Linked DNA regions of Sus scrofa: regions 1 and 2 are each linked to region 3. Evidence: chromatin contacts called from public HiChIP or PLAC-seq data. All regions are on one chromosome and are shown on one strand. The core of a region is the stretch at or near the end of the contact, and the rest is flanking DNA. Distances in the headings are between cores, read along the strand shown.

Region 1 (2,791 bases), core at 221-2,720, 310 kb before region 3:
TGACTCTAAGTCTGAATGTGAAAACCTTGTGGTTAAGCCCTGGCTTGCAGCAGACTAAAAATTTCAGCAATTCTGGAATGAAATGTTATGTTCAGAGCAACACGAAGCACCGCAGCTGTTCCAGCCAACACGAAAACCGAAAGGGGTGATGCTATCTTTATCCTCTACCTACAGGCAGGGCTGCCCGGGGACCAGCTCAGTCCTAGGCTGCTAAAGCACAGGGACAGGAGCAGCAAAGGAGCACAGGGGCCAGCTGAGCCACCTAAGCGGCCACACACAACAGACCCACCTGGAAGAGAGAAAATGCAGTTCATCACCACAAACTTGAAAACGATGCAAGGAAACACAGCTGCTTGAAAAGCCGTTCTCAATGCTGCTTGGAAAATCCTTTTCAATCAGCTCGAAACTCAAAAAGATCAGATTGCATCTAACTCGACCTGAATTGCCCAAGTGGAAGGAGACCCCTTTTATCCATTTTCTTGGGAAAAAAGACACAGTCGTCTATTCACACTCAGAAAGCTCGTCTTGAGACCACCTCGTGGAAGCAGCCCCAGAGGCGCGTCTTAGCAGACAGATGATGATGGAAACTGGAAGAAGACTCAGAAGGGACGGGGCTGAGAACAGGGCACTCTCACGGCCAAAGCTTGCCCACCGGTTAACGGAGGAAAGTGCTCCTGGTGTGACGGACCCAGGGCCCGCTGAGCAAACACCTCCCACCAGCAACCTCGTTCGGCCTCTGCCAGGCCCTGCTCGGGTCTAAGCGCCTGGGCCGCACGACTGCCTGGCACACACCCCCAGGACTGGCCACGGCCGTCACAGCCCACAACACACGCAAACCACCAACGAATGAAGCTGTGGTGAGGGGGCGCAGCTCGCCGGGGCACTGCCACCAACACCCCACGCTTCCTGCTCATTCGGGCAGACTGTCTCCATTCCGGAGAAAGTGGAAAAACTTCCACAGGGTTGCTACCCTGTGATGGGCAGGCAGCATCGCACCACAGGGAAGGAGTGGACGCCAGGGGCTGCACTGCTCGGGTTCGAATCCTGCCTCTTCCCCTCCTCTGCCGCGGCGGCACTGCTCCTGGTTACAGAGCCTCTCTGCCTCAGGTCCCCCACCTGCAGAGGCGGGGTGCGGGCCGCTGCGAAGCAGGTACATACAGTCTGGGACCTCGTGCAAACGCCCCACGTGCCTGCTGTTCCCAGCACGGCTCCCACTGAGCATCCCGTGCTGTGCAGGCCCAGCAACAAGCGCACAGCAGCACTTTAGGGCTGATCCACCACCAGTTCAACAGGTGCTGAAGACATTCGGTTCCCCCAAGACGGTGGTTCTCAAACTTTAGCAGCAAGCATCCAGAGCGACAACCGCAACAGATTTCTGGGCCCCGCCTCCAGTTTCTGACTCAGAAGGTCGGGGGTGGGGCCTAAGAATTTGTGTTTCTAACAAGATCCCAGGTGATGGTGCTGCTGCCCATGCTGGTCTGAGGCTGCAGCCCTCAGAGAAGCACTGCTCTGAGGACCGGTTACTCCTGGTATTCTGTGCTGCAGGCCTAAGCCTTACCTAGCTTATTTATCTGCAGTGAGCCAGGAGGAGATAAAATAAGGTGAATGGCGCAGCAGTTTATGGCTCAGAGAATACCCACGTGTTCTTTCACGCCACCTAGCACCCCTGCGCCTCTGCATGTGGCAGATCATGTGATATGTTCTGACCAATGGGCTGTGAGCAAGTTGCGGCCTGCTGGCTCTCTGCTGGCAGCGGAACATGGAGGGATGTGTGTGTGCCTGGACTCTGGGTCAGTGCCTGGACTCTGGGTCAGTGCCTGGAAGGGAGCTATTCTAGAGAGCTGCTGGGCCTTCCCAGGAAAGGCAGCGACATTCTGTGGGTTGAGCCGCTGAGGTTTTAAAGTTTGTTTGATAATTCAGCACAGCTTAGATGAACCCCATTAAAACAATTCCTATCATCGTTATAAAATGCACCTTCCCATCGGTCTTCAGTCCAACCTATCAAACCCAGGTGTTGATTGTAACAAAATCAGTTAGCTAGGATTTCTACCGTCCTCTCATTCGCTTGGATTCAACAAAAAGATGAGTTTTTTCTTTGATCCTCCCATATTGGGTCCATTTTTCACCAGATATAAAAATTCTTCTCTGCAACATGATGTAACAGTTGCCAATAATTTGGAAAGTTAAATATGCTAAGAAGCGTTGAAAACTTGAAAAGTAAACAATGAAGGACTCAGACCAAAAGCCCCATGAAACAAAGTAGGTATGCACGCGCGCACGCGCGCACACACACACGCACACAAGACATCAGAATCCCTTGACAGGCCAGAAGGCAGGCCAGAAGGAAAAGGTTTCAAATGTATTAAATCATAGGCAAATTAAGATCCTGTTTTGCCCAAAGAGGAGAAGGTGATCTCTTTATGGTAAAAGCATCACCACGTAATCACAAAACCACTTGTTGAAAAAAAATCCTAATTTCTAGTCGACCTAGGAAAATCTGCAACCTAACACGCAGGTGATGAACTGCCGTCTGCTACCTTCCAGATTATGTGGAATTAAACATCATAAAGATGCTCCTCTTATAAAAAAAACTGCCACCACCCCCCCCAACACGCACAGCCGAAACAAAAATGTCATCTAGAGCAATTCAACAACTTAAACTAGAAAATTTATGAATTACACAAAAAGAATTGGGAAGAGGAAATTTTAAAATAGGTAGTAAGAGTCACACAGGTCCTTCCGGGTCCCAGGAGCCAAAAGCACTTCTCTGGAGAACCCTCTCCACGGGGAC
Region 2 (2,840 bases), core at 7-2,506, 370 kb before region 3:
TTTTAGAGGACAGCTCATGGCTCTGGGCTGGGGTAGAAACGTGGTGTGATAAACACACGATTGTGGCGTGGCGATTGTGGCGTGGCGTGGGCACTCTGCAGGGACGAGGGCGGAGGAAGAAGCCGTCCGCGGGGCAACTCCCAGCAGGGCTGACAGTGACTTAACCGGCCCCGGCCAGGAAACAAGGAACGGGTAACCACAAATGGAGCGGTTTCCCCAATAACCGTGCCGAGGACCTGCGACGGGTGGTGACCGCGCACACAGACTGCGAGTCAGGCCAAGAGAAAGGTGGAGGCGGAGTCGCCAGCGGGTGACCTACAGAGACAGAAAACAAGGCCACCAAAAATCTGAGAGAAAAAATATTTTAAACCTTGAGGGTCCACAGTTCTGGGCGTAGCTCCCCCCAGGTTGCTACAGTGCCCCTGGGCTCATCTGGGGGTCCTGACCCTCCAGAACAAGGTAAAACGCTGAAGAGCAATCCAAAGAGACCCCCTGCTCCCTGGGGCGCCTGATTTTCACATCCTCCTGTCAAGCTGAGGGCCAGGCACACGATCCTGTCACCGAGAAAGGGTTAAAGAAAACTGCTCTGTTTCATTATGCTAAACGCACTTCTGAAAGACTGCTGTGGCAAGTTCCAAATCTCAGGAAACACTTCTTCAGAATCTCAGCTTTCCCCACAAGCTAAGGGAGAGGACCTGCCGTCCCAGCGTGTAAAGGTGTCAGGTGCTGCCAGGCTTCGGGAGGTCTGGGTTTCCGCACAGCCGGGATCCCAGCCTCTGGGAGGCAGGAGTCAACCCACGTCTAAACAGCCATTCAGTTACCCCATCTTTACGAAAGCGGAAGTAGGAGTGCCGCCTTATAACAGGGACTAAGGGCCGACCCGTTCCCAAGTTCTGCCACGGGAAGAGCACCCAGTTCCTTCTCCGTTTCACTGGAAGGGGTTCCCAGCGAGGGACACGAACCCCTAACTTAAGTGTTGCAAGGCTGAACACACTAAACAAGACCCACGTTCAAATAACAGCATCAGGGAAAGGTTCACGGAGTGTTTGTCACAGTCGGAGGACTGGGGCATGCCCTTCATCCTCACGCGTCCCCACGCCCATCTTCCAGGTGGGGGGACGGAGCCCAGGGTCACGGAGATGCCAGGCTCAGGCAAGGCTGGAGCTGGCTGCCCTCCCTCCACCGCTGGGCTGTCCTTCAGAGGACCAGTGCTGCGGGCAGCCCAGCTCCTGCCACGCCCGTGTCACATCCTCGAGGCCTGCCGTCTTTGTAGCACTCTGGCCCTGTCCTCAGAAGCTAAGAAGGCGGCAGGCACCCTGACTACTTCCTCAGGAGACTGAATTTCTTACTCATTATAGCGTTTTAACCGAGGGACTGACATTCCTTTTTTAAAGGGATTTCATGCTTCGTTTTCCCTGTTCTGTCTCCAGAGGCAAGGAGGGGTGAGTGCAAACAACCTCTGGTCGGGGCCCCACCCAGTTCAGACATTCCTCTCCCCCTGCCCACCCCTGCCCTCCCTCCAGGCCCAGCCAGAGAACTGACATCCAGCAGCTGCACTAATCTCTCCCAGTTGCCAGGAGCAACAGTGATGGCCCTGTGACAGGGCCCTGGCCCGCAGCGGCCTGCCCTCCCCACGCCCAGGAATCCGCCGGGCTGCACACCGCGTCCTGACGCCCTGCCCGGGCTGTTCCACCGAAGCGGCGTGGTGTGAAGCGGGGCAGGTCCAGGGGCTGCTCTGCGGGTGGGCTGGCGGGAGCCCAGGAGCCGAGTCTCGGAGGGGCCGTGGGCAGGATAGGGAGGGGGCAACCCTGCCCAAGGTGCCTCCGGCTTCCGGCTACGGAAGGGCACATGCCCTCCCCTCGCTCAGCCCCCAGCATCGTTTCCAATCTGCTCCACCTGGCTGAGCCTTGGAGACCCAGGGACTCTTAAATTTGAGATGCTGACGAGGATTTTGTCATGCCCTCTCCCTATTTTTAGGTTGACATTTAACAAGCACGGGACCAGCGCCATGGGAATCTCTGTTAGGGTCCCCTGCAGATGACGGGCGGGGGCGGGGCAGAGGCAGCGGGGTGCAGTGAAGGGAGCCGAACACTCCTCGGAGCACCGGAGACTCCAGAGGAAGAAGGTTCTGGCACCTCTCCCCCACCCTGGCGGCACAGGGAGCTGCCCCTGCAGAGCCCACCAGGTTCCCCTGGCACGAACTCCCACTGCAGATTTAGGGGTGTCTGTCTCACAAACATCCAGGATCCCGTCGGATGGGGCAGAGGCCCTGAGCCGGGCAAGCACATGGGGGCGCCACGGCATCGGGGGTAAAATGCCAAGGGCAGCTTTCGGCCTGCCAGCCAAGCTTGGACAGCAGGCCACCGGCCCACCTGGCCTCAGCCTGACCCCCTTCACTCCGCGAGAATGGCTCACTCACTGTTTTCTGACGGCCCTTAAGGGGCCCTGTCTCCACCGTCACTGCTTTTCTCTTAAGTCTGGTCAAGCGCCTGGCGCACAACAAGCGTTCATTCATTTGCCAGATGCAGTTTAACTGAAATAATTTTTAAATTATTGAAATAATTTAACTGAAACAATTTAAAAATTATTTATTACCTGATCTCCTTTCATCCAGAAGCCACATAAGATTAGGTAACTTTTGCCAGATTCCACCCCCAGCTGCAGCCACAGAGCCACTGGACCACCCAGATGCCTCCTCTCGCAGCCCAGCCCCCACGACAAAGCCCTCCCAGCCTCAGGTGGGCCTGCCCTGGCGCAGGGGGCTGCGGGGGGGCTTGGAAGATGCCTGTTTTCATCGAGGTGGGCTGCAGTTTCACCCCGTGCGCCGGATTGCGAAGATA
Region 3 (2,700 bases), core at 8-2,507:
TTCCTGGGCAAAACAAAAACAAACAAACAAAAAACTCATTAAAAATGCTTTTCCTGGAGTTCCCTGGCAGCCTAGCAGGTTAAGGGTCTGGTGTTGTCACTGCAGTGGCTCCGGTTGCTGGTGTGATAGGGGTTCAATCCCTGAGCCAGGAACTTCCGAGGGATCATGGCCACGGCCAAGAAAAAAAAATGCTTTTCCTGTCAAAGAAATAAGAACCATTATTCTTTAGGAAGCTGACTTTTACACTTTGTGAAAAAGTCAAAGTCATACCAGCACTGGATTCTTTCCTTTTGAGCCATCAAACTCCTAGAGCAGGTGTTTAGATCTGAGGGACGACGGTCAGGAGCCTCGCCCGCCCATGGGCAGTTGACCTGCCTCTGGTGTACTATTTACGTTCAGGTAAACAATGCCTTTTCATTTTTCCACTGTCGGCAGGATAGTCCAAGGATCAGATCACCCTAAACGGTGATCTGGCACATGATTGGCCGCAGAGGACGAACTCACGTGTCGTGCTTTTTTTCCCGGAGGCAGCGGTAATGAGGAGGATTAGAATAGGGTTGGGTTAAATTCAGCTTCCGCTATAGATAGCCCAAAGATTTCGTGGGATAGGCTTGTAAAAATCCATTTGTTGTTTATCTGAAAATCTCATTTAATTGGGCACCCTGTACTTTTAAAATTTGCTAGATCTGGTTGGCTAGTCGGGTTAGAGCTGGAAAGTCTTCACTGGACAGCATCCTAGCATCCTGCATCCTGAGAGATTCCCAGCATGCTCTCTGTTCCATTTTGTTTGGCTTGCACCTCTAGATGAGCCCGCGGTTCTTGTGGCTGCTGCCTCCGTCCCCATGAGAAAGACGGAAAAATGAGTTTGTAAGGATCTCTCTGATCCTCAGTGAATACCTTATATGAATGAAGTTATCACTTTAAATGAACCCCGTCAGCGGCCCTTGTTACCTCAACTCCTAACATCTGCCTTCAGGCCATGAGGGCCGGGGGGCGGAAGGGTGGCAGAGGGTGGGAGGGGAAAATCTGGAAGATGCAATGATTAGACCCACTCTCCCCTCCGCTGTTCTAGAATAGCTCTAGCGGCAAAGAAGAAACGCGGCATCGCCGAGGGATATCTTCTGCTCTGAGCGATGCTTCTGCTCCTGGCAAAGTTTTCAATGTGCTTCCTTCCCGGGTGTCCCGGTCTATTGTTTTCAGCTGGGCTCCGCACGGAGCTGGAGCGCTGAGTCTCCTTCTATAAACTGACCCCTGGTGGTTGCTATAGCAACTGCAAAGGGAGCGCCCTGAGCTGGGTAAACAAGGCTGATTCCCAGGGCTGGGCCGGGGGAGTCCCGTGTGCCTGAGAAGGGGTTTCTGGGGCGAGTCGGAAAGGCTGCAGGACAGCCCCCCTCATTCCCTCCCCGCCCACTGCCCCACCCCTCTCGCTCCCCCTCCCCCCTCCCTCCCTCCTCCCTCCTTCCTCGCCTTCCCTTTGCCCTCTCCCCTCCCACCAGACCAGGATGTGGGAGGGAAGCGTGCAGGGGCCTGCCTTTGACGCCGGGGAGCTGAACACCGTACCCCTGAAACGACATCTAAACGTTCCCCTAGAGCCCTAGGCTAGAGATGTGCCAATCTGACCCTGACAAACCAACCACCTGTGTCGCTGCCACACCTGCTTCAGGCCCGAGCTGCCGTGGGTGATGCGGGCCGGGGCTTCGCGGCCTCGGCGGCGCTCTGGGGTAATCCCGCAGGCGGAACCCGAGACAGAAGCGCAAGGTTTCTGAGGCCTGCGTGGCTCGCCTGAGGCTTTTTCCTGTTTTGGAAGGAATGATGGCGAAAGACATGTGGTACCTAAGAGGGCTGTGCCTCTGACCCTCAACACAGACACACGCAGCACACATCTGCACACACGTGCATGCACATGCAACACACATGCACACACACGTACACCCATACACACCCACACAAACAATACACACATGTACACATGTACACAGAGATACATAGTAACATATACATGCATACATATACATGTACACACATGCACACATGAATACACATGTACACACACAAGTACCTACACGCATATGAACACAATACACATGCATACACACGCACACATACGCATGAATACACTCACATGCAGACACATCAATACATAATACAGGTGTGTACACAAACATACACACTTCCATATACATCCATAATATATAGGCAGGTATATACATATTCATATACATGCAAACGCACATACACCTGCTGGCAGGAAGCCTTCCGCATGTAACAGCAGAGGGTGTATCTTCAGTTTTCTCTGGTTAGTTCTCTCCTGCCCTCATCCAGTTGAAAGTTTTGTATGTTAATATGAACTCTGTGGCGCATCTCACACCACGACTTGCCTGGAGGCCTCCTAAAAAGTTCCTCCACACGGATGGATTGAGGGGAAATCTGGATTTTATATTTTTCACAGGCCAGTACAGGTTTTCATTTTTTTCTATAAAAATCAGTATTTCTGGAGTTCCCATTGTGGCTCAGTGGTTAACAAATCCGACTAGGAACCATGAGGTTGCGGGTTCGATCTGTGACCTCGCTCAGTGGGTTAAGGATCCTGCGTTGCTGTGGCTGTGGTGTAGGCCGGCGGCTACAGGTCTGATGTGACCCCTAGCCTGGGAACCTCCATATGCCACGGGTGTGGCCTGAGAAAGACAAAAAAAGACAAAA

What was found. HiChIP or PLAC-seq counts read pairs in DNA pulled down with a chosen protein or histone mark.
Region 1: an H3K27ac HiChIP or PLAC-seq map of skeletal muscle shows a contact between it and region 3. The contact joins two enhancer-like sites. A contact is called at or near these places in 2 of 2 datasets of contacts at active chromatin or transcription factors (alveolar macrophages and skeletal muscle).
Region 2: a contact with region 3 is called in an H3K27ac HiChIP or PLAC-seq map of skeletal muscle. The contact joins two enhancer-like sites. A contact is called at or near these places in 2 of 2 datasets of contacts at active chromatin or transcription factors (alveolar macrophages and skeletal muscle).

Annotation. Positions count from the first base shown.
Region 1 is chr7:4,554,095-4,556,885 of Sscrofa11.1, reverse strand. The region is part of intron 1 of RREB1 (ras-responsive element-binding protein 1); the gene reads right to left. Among named protein-coding and RNA genes, the nearest start is that of RREB1, 43 kb to the right of the region's middle. Within about 2 kb of position 1,470, at least 17 of the 83 cell types and tissues checked have an H3K27ac peak or open chromatin away from gene starts, as enhancers often do. A contact at or near this core is called in skeletal muscle, where this site is marked.
Region 2 is chr7:4,611,762-4,614,601 of Sscrofa11.1, reverse strand. All of the region lies in intron 8 of RREB1 (ras-responsive element-binding protein 1), which reads right to left. Among named protein-coding and RNA genes, the nearest start is that of SSR1, 73 kb to the left of the region's middle. Within about 2 kb of position 1,256, at least 31 of the 83 cell types and tissues checked have an H3K27ac peak or open chromatin away from gene starts, as enhancers often do. A contact at or near this core is called in skeletal muscle, where this site is marked.
Region 3 is chr7:4,245,053-4,247,752 of Sscrofa11.1, reverse strand. No RefSeq gene overlaps it. Among named protein-coding and RNA genes, the nearest start is that of LY86, 140 kb to the right of the region's middle. Within about 2 kb of position 1,257, at least 16 of the 83 cell types and tissues checked have an H3K27ac peak or open chromatin away from gene starts, as enhancers often do. A contact at or near this core is called in skeletal muscle, where this site is marked.